Linked DNA regions of Danio rerio: region 2 is linked to region 1. Evidence: chromatin contacts called from public Hi-C data. All regions are on one chromosome and are shown on one strand. Each heading gives the region's core, a stretch centred on a gene start, on an enhancer-like site or on the middle of the called end of the contact. The rest is flanking DNA. Distances are from core to core; before and after follow the strand shown.

Evidence for each region. A called contact is a pair of places that touch in the nucleus more often than the background predicts.
Region 2: a Hi-C map of an unstated tissue shows a contact between it and region 1, with 4 times the contacts expected there. The contact joins the promoter of mfsd3 here to the enhancer-like site in region 1. A contact is called at or near these places in 4 of 18 Hi-C or Micro-C datasets (caudal fin, embryo and an unstated tissue).

What each region holds. Positions count from the first base shown.
Region 1 is chr5:26,002,906-26,009,052 of GRCz12tu, reverse strand. No RefSeq gene overlaps it. Among named protein-coding and RNA genes, the nearest start is that of rorb, 11 kb to the right of the region's middle. Within about 2 kb of position 2,207, at least 4 of the 62 cell types and tissues checked have an H3K27ac peak or open chromatin away from gene starts, as enhancers often do.
Region 2 is chr5:26,187,306-26,194,043 of GRCz12tu, reverse strand. mfsd3 (major facilitator superfamily domain containing 3) reads left to right here and starts at 3,610. Exons shown (of 6, transcript XM_002661995.8): 1 at 3,610-3,675. It overlaps anxa1a (annexin A1a), which reads left to right. Exons shown (of 13, transcript NM_181758.1): 9 at 490-583; 10 at 680-775; 11 at 1,110-1,168; 12 at 1,271-1,393; 13 at 1,524-1,709. The coding sequence ends at 1,577.

The DNA of each region.
Region 1 (6,147 bases), core at 958-3,457:
AGCTAATTAAAGAACTATTTAGAGAGAGAGGGAACTACTCTTGGGACAGAAAAGAGCTTCATATCATTAGGAATCAATTATACAAGCCACGTGCATGTGTGTGTGTGGCTCGTTTTTTCCACTCACACACACATTAAAGGAATAGTTCACAAAATAAATGTAAATGACAAAATCGGATGTTGTTACAAAACCAGATTAGTTGCTTTAGTTAAACGAACAGTAATTTGAATATTTAAAGAATAGGGTATATGCAGAGCTAATGTTTCTTCCCATACTGATAAACCTCCGGTGAACGGTTAATGTGACTTTTTCAATTTTATACAGTTGCTTTCAAGAATCAATGTTGTTATGTAATTAAAATATAATCAGTAAATAGACTTCAGCATTCATTGAGTTGTTGAAGTGTAAACCGAGATGAAAAACCGTTTACATGCACACAACCTTCAGGATCATCAGGCGAGCACAAGAAATGCCATTGGAGATACTGGAGTAAAATAAATTCAAATATTTTAAAGACGTGGCAAGGAAAATTTTATTTAATGCAGTGCTTCTTGTACATTCTGAGACCCACTTTATGGAGTATATCATTTAGGCAGTGAAGATCATTGATTTTTAAAGAAAACAGACCTTCCATTTTTAAATTAGCCGATTTTGTAACTGCATGCAGTTCACTAGAAGCATTTGACCCAGGTTACTGACAAAATAAAAGTCCTTCTGAATGCTTTGCATATACCCTATTATTGGTCTTTTTTAAATAATAAACCAGATTAAAAGGATAGTTCACTCAAAACTGAAAATTCTATGAAAAACTAAAAACAAGTTATTTTGAGATAAGCTGGAAACCTGTTACCATTAACTTCCATTGTTTTTATTTCTAATATGGAAGTTTTCGATAATTTTTTCGAGTCTTTTTTTATTCAACATAAAAAAGAAACTAATAAAGATTTGAAACCACTTGAGAGTGAGTGAGTAAATACTGAGTACATTTAGATTTTTGGGGTGAACTATCCCTTTAAGGTTGTCAACCAAAATACACGAATACAAAAATGATCATAAAGTGCTCTCTCTGATTCATAGACTACTGTGGATGAATTGACTGTAAAAACGAACTGTAGATGAATAATCATCCATCCATTGAATGGTTTTGCTTAAAATAGATCTCACAGTGATTTCGTATGATTATGTATAACTTCAAAAGACTTTTATAAAGCATGAGTCATATGCACTACATTTATTGGATGATTTTAGTGCTTGTTTTGTAATTTTATGCTCATATAGGCTATTTTTGATAGATAAAAAGAGTACATTAGAATGTGCATCATTTATTCTTGTTTGATTTCTAAGCAATAACAAAAAATAGTGATTTACTAGATGACTTATGGAAGACAAGCAATAAAATACCACTGAAACATAAAACATCATACCACAGATATTTAGAACACTAATCACAATCTTTCAAACTCTGGTTTTGCCCACTTGTCAATAAGCTTTTAATGACTTACAATATAATTAAATTAAGCACTTTTATTTATTTATTATATATACATTTTATTAAGTGCAACTTAGAAAAAAAAGATTTTTTTGCATTTATGTATCTGTCAATGGAGAATTATTTCATCCATAAATTTTGACATTTAATTTTGATGTTATTTAAAATCTTAAAGTAGATACATGTACTACAATTTGTAGGGATTTACATAAATTGTGGCATTTTATTTTTATATTATTTTTACTCATAAAAAAAGGTGCCATATTTTATGATGTTTATGTTCAGTTGTAGACAACAGTACCTTTTGTGTGTGAAACAACACAGATGTTGAATCACAACATAACCCTAACCCTAACATGACAACAAAAGTTTTAAAGGATAATTATATTAAACAGTAAAAAGAAAGTTAACATTCTTATAGAAAGACTTATAGTATTCTCCCTTTTCTGCAACTGCATATTTAGTTAATTGTTCTCTATATAAAATACTTTTATACAATATGAAAAATAATAAACAATTGAATAAACAATTACAGAACTTTATTTTTAGGTGAACTGCACACAAACTCCCATCGCAAATGTAGTATCAGTATTCTCCCTATAGTCATTTAGTTGTGACTGAGTATGTTGAGTGTGCTAAGCCTCTGTCTGTAGCAGTGAGTCCAGCATGTGTGCAGTATTCGGCAGCTCCTGTCTGTCCTCAGCTAAGCCTGCAGGGCTGAGCTCCTCTTAACCATGGAATCGCCAGCGCTGCACTCCCTCTCTTACGTAACCCTCTGATAGGCCTAACCCTGATGCGTAACACTGACACAGGCAAAGAAGCATCACAGACTCCCAGAACAGCCACATTTGTTCAGTAATACCATCATTTATGAACGTTTACACTCACTTGGATGCTTTGAAATACAGTGCTCAACATAAATAAATACACCCAATATTGAAAATAAATTTTTATATTGCTAATATTTTATTTATATTTAATATTTTATTGATTCTCAGTGAATATAGGTAATGTATTTTGGTTGTTTGAACAAAAAAAATTCAAATTTTAGTCATTGAACATCTTTAAAAACAGAAAGATAATACACTACCTGACAATTCTTGTCGGCTATCCAAGGTTTAGGAACAACTAATAACAACTTGACTTCTAGTTGATCATTTGGTATCATAAGTGGCTTATATGAAAGACAAAGGCCTCTAAATTACGCTTATTTTATCAAAATAAAATATGATAATGCCTTGATTTTAAATGATTTAGTTAGGACAGTAAGGTCTGACTTTGCTTAGACAAAAGCCTTGTTACTTAACAGAAATAAAGTGTTTAGAATATAAAGTCATTGTGCAGTGGAAAAATAATTAATATTTGGTATCACTCCCATGAGCTTGGTGGACTGCATCCATACATCTCTGCAATGACTCAAATAATTTATTAATAGTCATCTGGAATGGCAAAGAAACCATTCTTGCAGGACTCTCAGAGTTCATCAAGATTCTTTAGATTCATCTTCAATGCCTCCTCTTTCATCTTACCCCAGACATGCTCAATAATGTTCATAACCGGTGACTGGGCTGGCCAATCCTGAAGCACCTTGACCGTCTTTGCTTTCAGGAACTTTGATGTAGAGGCTGAAGTATAAGAAGGAGCGCTATCCTGCTGAAGAATTTGCCCTCTCCTGTGGTTTGTAATGTAATGGGCAGCACAAATGTCTTGATACCTCAGGTTGTTGATGTTGCGATCCACTCTGCAGATCTCTCACACAACCCCCATACTGAATGTCACCCCAAACTATGATTATTCCTTCACCAAACTTGACTGATATCTGTGAGAATCTTGGGTCCATGCGGGTTCCATTAGGCCTATACAATACAGACCAATACAGATTAACATATGATTCATCGGAAAACCTTCTGCCACTTTTACAAATGATCAACTAGAAATCAAGTTATTATTTATTCATATTACAATTGGCATCAATGACAAGACTTTTATCAGGTAGTGTACATTTAAATTCATGTGAAATATTGGAGAAAAAAAATACAAACTTCAAAATTTATACATTTTATACATTTATCTAAGGCAGGGGTGTCAAACTCAATTCCTGGAGGGCCGAAGCCCTGCACAGTTTAGTTCCAACCCTGCTCCAACACACTTACCTGTAGGTTTCAAACAAGCCTGAAGGACTCAATTAGTTTGATCAGGTGTGTTTAATTAGGGTTGGAACTAAACTGTGCAGAGCTGCGGCTCTTTTGGAACTGAGTTTGACACCTGTGATCTAAAGTATATGCACAAAGATAATATTGTATAGGTTCCTAAAAAATATATGAATTTAACATATAGATTTGTGAATTTCTGATGTTCACATTTTTTTATAAATGCATTTTTATAAAAAAAAAAAAAAACATGAAAGAAATTTGTAAAAATTCAAAATAAGGATTTGTGATGATCAAAAACAGGTTGAATAAGGTGTAGCTGGAATACTGCATGATGAAATAAATTTCTTGCACGCATATAAACTAGAAAATAAACCTCTGGTCACTTTATACCCATGTTGTGCATCAAAACGTTAAACAGAAAATGAACACGCAAATCTGCCATGGTTTTAGCAACATCCGAAGAGGCTGTTAAATCCGTCGCTAACATCCCTCTAGGATTTTTTTTTTCTATTTACATATTTTATCTCATCCTTTTAGGTTTTTAATCCTGTAAGGAAGTAAAATCAGCACAATGACAAGTGTGCAGCGTTGTTGTATGGATAGGGACGGCGATGACATCATGTCCTGTTGGAGTGTCATGACGGTGTGGATGATCGCTCTGACAGCCAGACTATACAGGCCTCCTACCCACAAACCCAGGGAGACTGTGGTGGTTCTGGCAACAGTGGCGCAGACACGCACATCTCCTTATTTAATATGACAGGTCCACACACACAGGCCCTGTGGCCATTCTCACACAGACACACTCACATCCCAGATACTCATTCAGAACAGAACACTTGCAAAACACTCATGCTCTGAAAATGTCATGACATTTGTTTAGCTTGCGTGAATATTTAAATTTTGACTTGACAATACTTAATTCAGGACTAACACTAGCCTGTTCACACATACAATCACACCGGTGTGATTGGAACGTTATAACGCACGTCATCAGCTGCTCAAATTTAAACCAGACAGCGCACGCTGAGGCACAAAAAGAGGTACGCAGTGCTTGTCATAAATCTAAATTTATTTGTGCTTTCTGCTTTTTTCTAGTTTCAGACATTCAAACACACATAACTACAAACAAAACATACCAATTAAGGTTTGTAAAATACACACAGATGTCTATGGAGATGGCAACAATAATTATTTTTTAATATAACTGGACGATGTGCTTTAAGCCCCTATCAGATGACACAATTTTTATTGTCGGTTGCAAAAGTCGCTATGTCCGATTATGCGATTTTATTTTGTTGATAAATTCTTGACTTGTTGTGGGTAACAAATGTTCCAGTCTACACATTCTTTCATGATCCGTCATCCCGTGATGTCTATGACGAGCAATATTTCCCAAAGCAGTCACAAGTGTTGCTATAACAATATTTCTTATCTTTCAATTTGATTAATTATATTTGAATCTCAATAAACACTGATGCTTGCTGGCAACTAATTACTACATTATTTGAGTTCACTCGTTACGACATGGATAGGATCAAACCTATGATTCCTTTTTAATAATAAGATATGTTCTTTGAGATTTAAATGTATATTTTCCTGCCAAGGGTTTCTTATTAAACACTCCCCCGCCTGAACTTGCCGCGAGTGAGATGGAGAAAATAAAAGTACTTAAGCAGCAGCAAGGTAAAGTCAGATGCTTAAGACATAATCTTTAAAATCTTGACATATTAAAAAAATTGCAAATATATAACTGAGATTTGTGATACAATCACTGTGAAGCATTCATTAAATTCTTATTTTCCACAGAGCTAAACAAATCATCCACACGCACAGTTAAGTAGTGGAGGGGCTCAAACAAAAATATAGTTTGAATATTTCTCATGGAAAATATTTTTGAAAGAAATTTTGTTTGCTAGAATTTTTATTGTAATTTTAATGTAACTTTTGTTGGTCAGTTAATTATAAACAAGAATGACGAATAATTGAGGTGATGGGCTTCAAAACAAGTCCCCTATATGTGCCAAAACACGAATTGCCATGAGATTGTGTTGGTTTGTGAAATAAAATAGTAATCTAGCTTAAAGAAATTATAAAAATTAGAAAAACCTATATTAAACTGTTATTACTATTAATGACACATTTGAACAAGCAGGACTGGCTTTTGCAATGTATTTGCAGCACAGAACATGTTTCCAGATTACCTCAGTAGAATTAAATTTGTTGTAAAGCTGAGAGAACTCAGAAACCCGTTGTGAGAATGGAGATGTCTGCATGTTTGTGCCAGTCTATCTGATAAAATTGCTTTAAAAACCTTAATATTTTAGAAAAGGTAGTTAAAGTTTGCAAAACCAATGATTGATCTTATCCACTCGAGACCCACTCATAAGTAAATATGCAGCCTATTTTTTGATTACCTGACTGGTGCATTAACGGCAGCACCCACTGAGATAACCTAAAATTTAATGTGCTCCTATTGCCCAGTGTCACCCAGGTGATGGAACT
Region 2 (6,738 bases), core at 2,361-4,860, 180 kb before region 1:
CACATTTGTACTTATTAATATGTACCTTTAAGGACCTGCTAGGAACAAAAATGTTCCTTTTGAAAAGGTACCGCCCTCACATTTTGTACCTTTATTACTGAGATTGTATGGAGGAGTGTCGCTCATGGTATTACCCACTGGAGGATCACTTTCTTTATGCAAATGCAATAATATTTGATATAAAACTATTTATTTCCTGGCTGGCCAAAATATGCAGTATATCTGCACCAGTTATAACAACTGCAAGCTCATCTGAATTTTGCGCCATTTGCTTGATTTAGCTTTAAATGTGGCAATCCCATAATCACAAAAATCTGGAGAGACTGCTCTACTCTATAATTCTTTATGTTCATTGTAGATTATGTAAGTTCAGCTTTTTAGTGAGGGAAAAGTAAGGGAGTTTGACATTTGTCTTAAAGTGAAAACCCTTATAGGATATTGTTTGTTGCTGTACATACATCAGTGTTGACCTCTCACTCTGCTCTGTAGGCCTTGTATGAAGCAGGAGAGAAGAGAAAAGGCACAGACTGTTCAGTGTTCATTGACATCCTCACTTCACGCAATGGTCCTCATCTGAGGAAAGGTATGGTTGACCTCCATATACCTGCAAACCAAGTGCAGCTGTCTTCTAATGTGCTTTGCTATTGATAATAATGTACTGTGTTTCTTTTATATTTAGTTTTTCAGCAGTACAACAAGTACAGTAAAGTGGACGTCGCCAAAGCCATTGACCTAGAGTTAAAGGGTGATATTGAGAGCTGCTTGATTGCTGTTGGTGAGACTCTGAAACCTTTATGGTTGTCTGTATTAGTAAATACTGCTTTTTAAATAGTATGAAGTACATTAATAAGTTCACTGCAACTTCTGACTGCAGAAATATTTTTTAGCACTTAGACATACTGTACCTTTTAAGTCTTAAATACTTCCTTATAGTATGAGAAGAATACTTTTTATGTGTACTTTCTACTTTAAGCTACAATTAACAGGAATGTTATTTGTAAGGCAGAGCTCTGAACAGTGAAACAGAAAGCAAAGTATTTGAATGATGTTTTGAATGGCAGAAATATTTTTGTGCTTACCTATGAGTGACTTGTCATCTTTTTCTACAGTGAAATGTGTTTCAAACAAACCTGCTTTCTTTGCTGAGAAACTGAATCTAGCAATGAAGGCAAGTGTGATTTCATAATTCAATGTCTAGCACTTGAGTTAAACTTTTAAAATGACAACTGATAACCTGCCAGAATCATTGAGTGTGACTTTATTTTCACAGGGCTCTGGTTACAGAGGCCAGATCTTGACCAGGATATTTGTGAGCCGCTCTGAGATTGACTTGGCCAACATCAAGCAAGAGTATCAGAAGAAGTATGGCAAGAGCCTCTACCAGGATATCCAGGTAATTATGTCTCATTAAACATTTTGTTACACATTATTCTCCTCAATATATAAACACAAAAAATAGCAAGTGGTATTATATGATCCTGCCTGTAAATATTAAGTGAAAGATTGTGTTTTGTTTGTTTTAGGATGACACCAAAGGAGATTATGAGACGATCCTGCTAGCATTGTGTGGCAATTAATTTCTGTCAAGAATAAATGCATACAGACGAAGATCCACCAGATGTCAATATATGCAATAAAAACCCCGTACAGAACAAGCAACTATAACAAAATGAAAAACTTTTTGATAAATAAAGATTCATAAGAAAGAATGTGTGTGTTCATTCATTTACTTTTCGGCTTAGTCGCTTTATTAATCTGGGGTCACCACATTGGAAAGAATCGCCCACTTATCCAGCATATGTTTTACACAGCGGATGCCCTTCCAGCTGCAACCCAGTTCTGGGAAAACCCTATAAATGCTCATTCACACACATAAACTACAGCCAATTTAGCTTATTCAATTCACCTGTACCGCATGTCTTTGGGGGAAACTGGGGGAAATCGGAGTACCCGGAGAAAACCCACAAAAACATGCAAACTCCACACAGATATGTCAACTGACCCAGCAAAGGCTCAAACCAGCAACCATCTTGCTGTGAGGTAATTATGCTACCACTGCGCAACTGTGATGCCAGAATGTGTGTGTGTCTGTAAATTTTGAATGTCTTCATAATGTGAGATGCAAGAAAATATTTGTAATAAATGCTCTTTAACAGGGTTTATAAACATACCTCCATAGAAAAGTATTTCTACTTTTTACTCTTATGATATTTACAGACTTGTAATTTAAAGCGTATCCAATAATTATTAATCGTTTTGTTTCTTGTCCCAAATTTGCTGGAGAATTTCTCACCAGTCAAAATTATTTTAGATACTTTTTGAAAAGTGTTGCACAATTAAAAGAACAACACTCAGATTTATGTATATACATAAAGTAGGAATGACTTGACAAATTTGAGATATGATTTTGAGATATTCAAAACGCATTTAATAGATCTTTAAAAAGTTTTTAGATTTTCAACGTCCATATTAATACCTCAAGGATACATATTAGTAGTACAAAAATGTTCCTCTTAAATTGTTTAGGTACTAATATATGCTTTTGAGGTACAAAAACGGACCCTTTAAGTACAAATGTGTACCTCTTGAAAATGTACCACCCCAGTGAACAGTATGTGTGTCTTATTAGACAAACACATTTTTTCCACTTACTAATTCATGCCCAATTGAGCCTTTCAGTTAAATGTGGGAAGTAGGGTACATCACGTTCTGACAGTAAACAAAAAGGTGTGTATTAGTACAAGCTCTTCTATTACATAAACATGTTGGGCTGGAACAGTAGGAATGTAAGGAAAGAGATTTTGACTATATGAGCATTTCGGATGTGACGTTTGCAGTATAAACTCAAAAAAAAAAAAATCACAAAGAAAGTATATTTTAACATTATATTAAAATATCTCTTTTCGTTTTCTAAAACTACTACCACAGAGTTATGGGATCAAAAAACATCCATCTGTAAACATTTTTTATATTTTTAATGAGGAAAATATGGATGGATATGGATATGACCAAAAAAGTTTGTGAGTTTACAGTATGCAACATAGCCTACTGTGTAGAAACTCTATGAATTGAACTGCACAGGCCAAAAGAGACAGTGCCCATCAAAAGGATAAGAGTCGGTTTGCTATAGAACAAAAAAATATTGATTTGATTTGATTTAAAATGTTTGCATTGAGGAAAAGGCTTTATGAAAGTGACAGATGTGAAATTGCCACTCATGTTACTTTGGTGAATCAAATAGAATTGCAAACAATGACAGAGACAGTTCTGAGTAAGCACTCAATACTTTCTTACACAATAAAATGCATAAACGGATTTACTATTTATGTAAAAACTTGTTTTTTTTCTATTGCAGATTTGGCATTTGCGTGAAATTGCACAAATGTGACATCTTAGCATTCCTTGCTCACTGAACACTTGAGAAAAAAGTACATCATAGTGTTATGTCATGTAAACAGGAACCTCGTCTTTCTCATTTTAGCTTTTGGTTGCAGTACAGTTTTATTGACTGGTGGCGCTGTTGATTTGTTGGCTGTGAACACTGTCAAAAGAGCTGCAAGTTGATTTGTTGAAGGAGTATATGACGTCACGCGCTCCCGCGGAAGTACCGAGTTAGAAAATAGAGGTTATGCTGCATCGAGCACCGCGGGTGAAGGATATTTACATGTAAATACAGTAAGTCATTTGCGCTACTTAATTTATGTACTTTGTTAATTTTAACATATACAGTTTTAATTGTTTGCTGTCCTAGAAAAGACTCTTTCAAACTAGAACATATGTTGTTGACAGTAATGGAATGTTTATGACAGAATGAAATCGTTCTTGTGCTTTAATGAGTATTATTATTATCTTGAGTTTCTAGCAGCTTTCAGAATGCTTAAAAAAGACTTTGAATGATATTATTAAGGATATCATCGTTTCATTAGTTATTTCATAAATATCCACCTGTGATATGTTATGAATGAATGACATGTGAAATGAATGAACCACTGTGTGTGTGTGTGTGTGTGTGTGTGTGTGTGTGTGTGTGTGTGTGTGTGTGTCTGTGTCTGTGTGTGTGTGTGTGTGTGTGTGTGTGTGTGTGTGTGTGTGTGTGTGTGTGTGTGTTTTATTGCAGACAAAACCATTGTTTTAAACAAGAACAAGTCAGCTTTGGTCTATTTTTGCATGACACATTCAGACATTAAAGAGACGTCTAAAACACGTATAAAAATAGATGCTTATTTTATTACTCGTACAGTACTCAGCATAAATTAATACACTCCATTATGAAAATGAATATTTTCAAAATTATCCATTTCTCAGTGAATATGGTATATTGGTGCATACAAACAGATTTATTAAACATATATATGTATTAAAACAATATTTTAGTCACAGAACATCTATCAAAATGGAAAGATAATACATTTTAATTCATGCAAAATATTACATTTTTTTTCTGTTACAAATTTCAACAAACATTTTTAACAAAATTGTATTTATATTTTGTTTCTCCCTATTTTTTGCTATTTTTGAATTTAAAAATATATATATTTTTCTATAACATATACATTTGGGCTACTAATTGTGAACCATATTGTAAGATATTTTGTTAGATTAGCTCCAGATTTGGCTTCAGTACTGACTAAACAAATGTATATACACAAATATAAAATTGTAAAGCATCCTATAGAAAATACTAATTTAAATAAGAGATTTGTCTGGGGGGTGTACTTATATATGCGAGCACTGTATGTGTCTGTTCTGTTGATGTCAGTTACCATACATTAATGTTGTTAGTATTATTCAACTTAAACTCCATCAAACCTTCCAGTTTAATTTATACAGTTGAAGTCAAAATGATTCTCCTCTAATTTTCTAATTCTTTTTCAAACATTTCCGAAGGGATGTTTAAGATGGGGAAGATTTTTCCCCAACACATTTTAAACATAATAAATAACAAATTTACATGAACTAATTTGATTTGTCTTTGCTTGATAACAGTATTTAATATTTTCATTCATTCATTCATCTTTATTTCTATAGCGCTTTTACAATGTAGATTGAGAAGTTCTAGTAAATTGAAACTGTGTCAGTCCAGTTTTCAGAGTTGAAGTTCACTTTAGTTCAGTTCAGTATGGCTTAATTTCCACTGCTGAAAGTCCAAACACTGAAGAGAAAATCCATCGATGCACAGCTCCACAAGTCTCAAACCAAGCAAGCCATTTGGCGAGGAACTTCATTAATTGACGAAGTGATGGAAAAAAAAAACCTTGAGAGAAACCTGCCTTAGTTGGGAATGACCATTTCTCCTCTGGCCTAACTTCTTGTGCTGTGGTTTAGGCGCCAGGGGGTGGAGCTTAAGGTTTTTTAGTTATTGAATAGATTATTAATAAGATAAGATTATTAATTAGATAATTATTATTATTAGTTATTTGAAGTTATTGAATAACAGCGGTTTGTTCTGTATCCAATCAAAAAACAAAACAAAAAAACCCAAATATATATCTTAAGGGGAGGTAATAATATTGAACTTAAACATTGTTTTTTCTTTTTTTGTTTTAGCTAATCTGAAATAAATAATACTTTCTCCAGAAAAAGAGAAGAAATTATAGGAAATACTGTGGGAAAAATCTGTGCTTTCTTAAACATCACTTGGGAAATATTTAAAAACTAATAAAAATTTCACTGGAGGGCTAATAATATCCCCTTTTACAATATATTCATAATGTTTTACAGTGGAGTTTTGTTCATATCTCATTGTTCATATCTCAACCTGGTTTATAAAGCTTTTTTGTTCCTTACAGCATGGTAAAAAGTCATTTGTTTTTATCTGTTCTCAGTTTTTTTATGTTGGAGTGGAAAAAAAAGATCTCTAAAAACCCTTAATAAGCCATCAACATGAATTTTGAAAAGTACAATAAATTAAATTCATTTTATTGGCCAGTCATTTGTGTGCTGCATGCAAAGTTTGTTTATCAAATCAGATGGAACCTTACTATCTTCATCCATACATCTCTACAAACGAATGCAGGAAGACAAGAGTAAAATGCCAACAGCCAATAAAAAAAAAACAATTTCTGCTGGACTTTCAGTCATTTGTGTTTTCAAATCTAAAGGTTTGCACTTTTACATAGTTTTTATTTATTTATTTAGCTCAAAAAGATATATTTTTCTGAGCTTTATTTTAATTTGATCACTATATAATAAAAAAACTGATATAATAGCATTTTTGCAAGTTATTTTGTAAGAAATATCATAATCGCAACGCTCATCAACAATATCACGTCACCCATTTTCTCAGTATGATGCAGCTTTATTATTAAGTCAATATGGAGGTAACTTTTAAATAGGGCTGGGTGCTTTTGACCTAAAATCAAAATCAAAATCTCGATTAATTGAACATTTTAATTCGATTACGAATAATGAACGATTATATCATTTAGGGCTGGGCAATATTCCAAAAAAAATGATAATAAAATTTTGATAATAAAATAAACATAAGTGTTAGAGAGACTCTGAAACTTGATAAATAAAATGTTGCAAAGTGTGTGCAATAGTAATGCGTATACTGAACAATCAAAGCAATCTTTAAAGTAAATCAACACCTGTAAGTTGTGAATAATAACTTTACAGTGAACCTCAATCTCTGTAAACTAAACAAATTATGATAATCAAATCTGAGTTTTCAAGTAAAGGAACTATCAATCATTATTCAAATACACACTGCAACATTACAAATTGTGAAGTTGAATG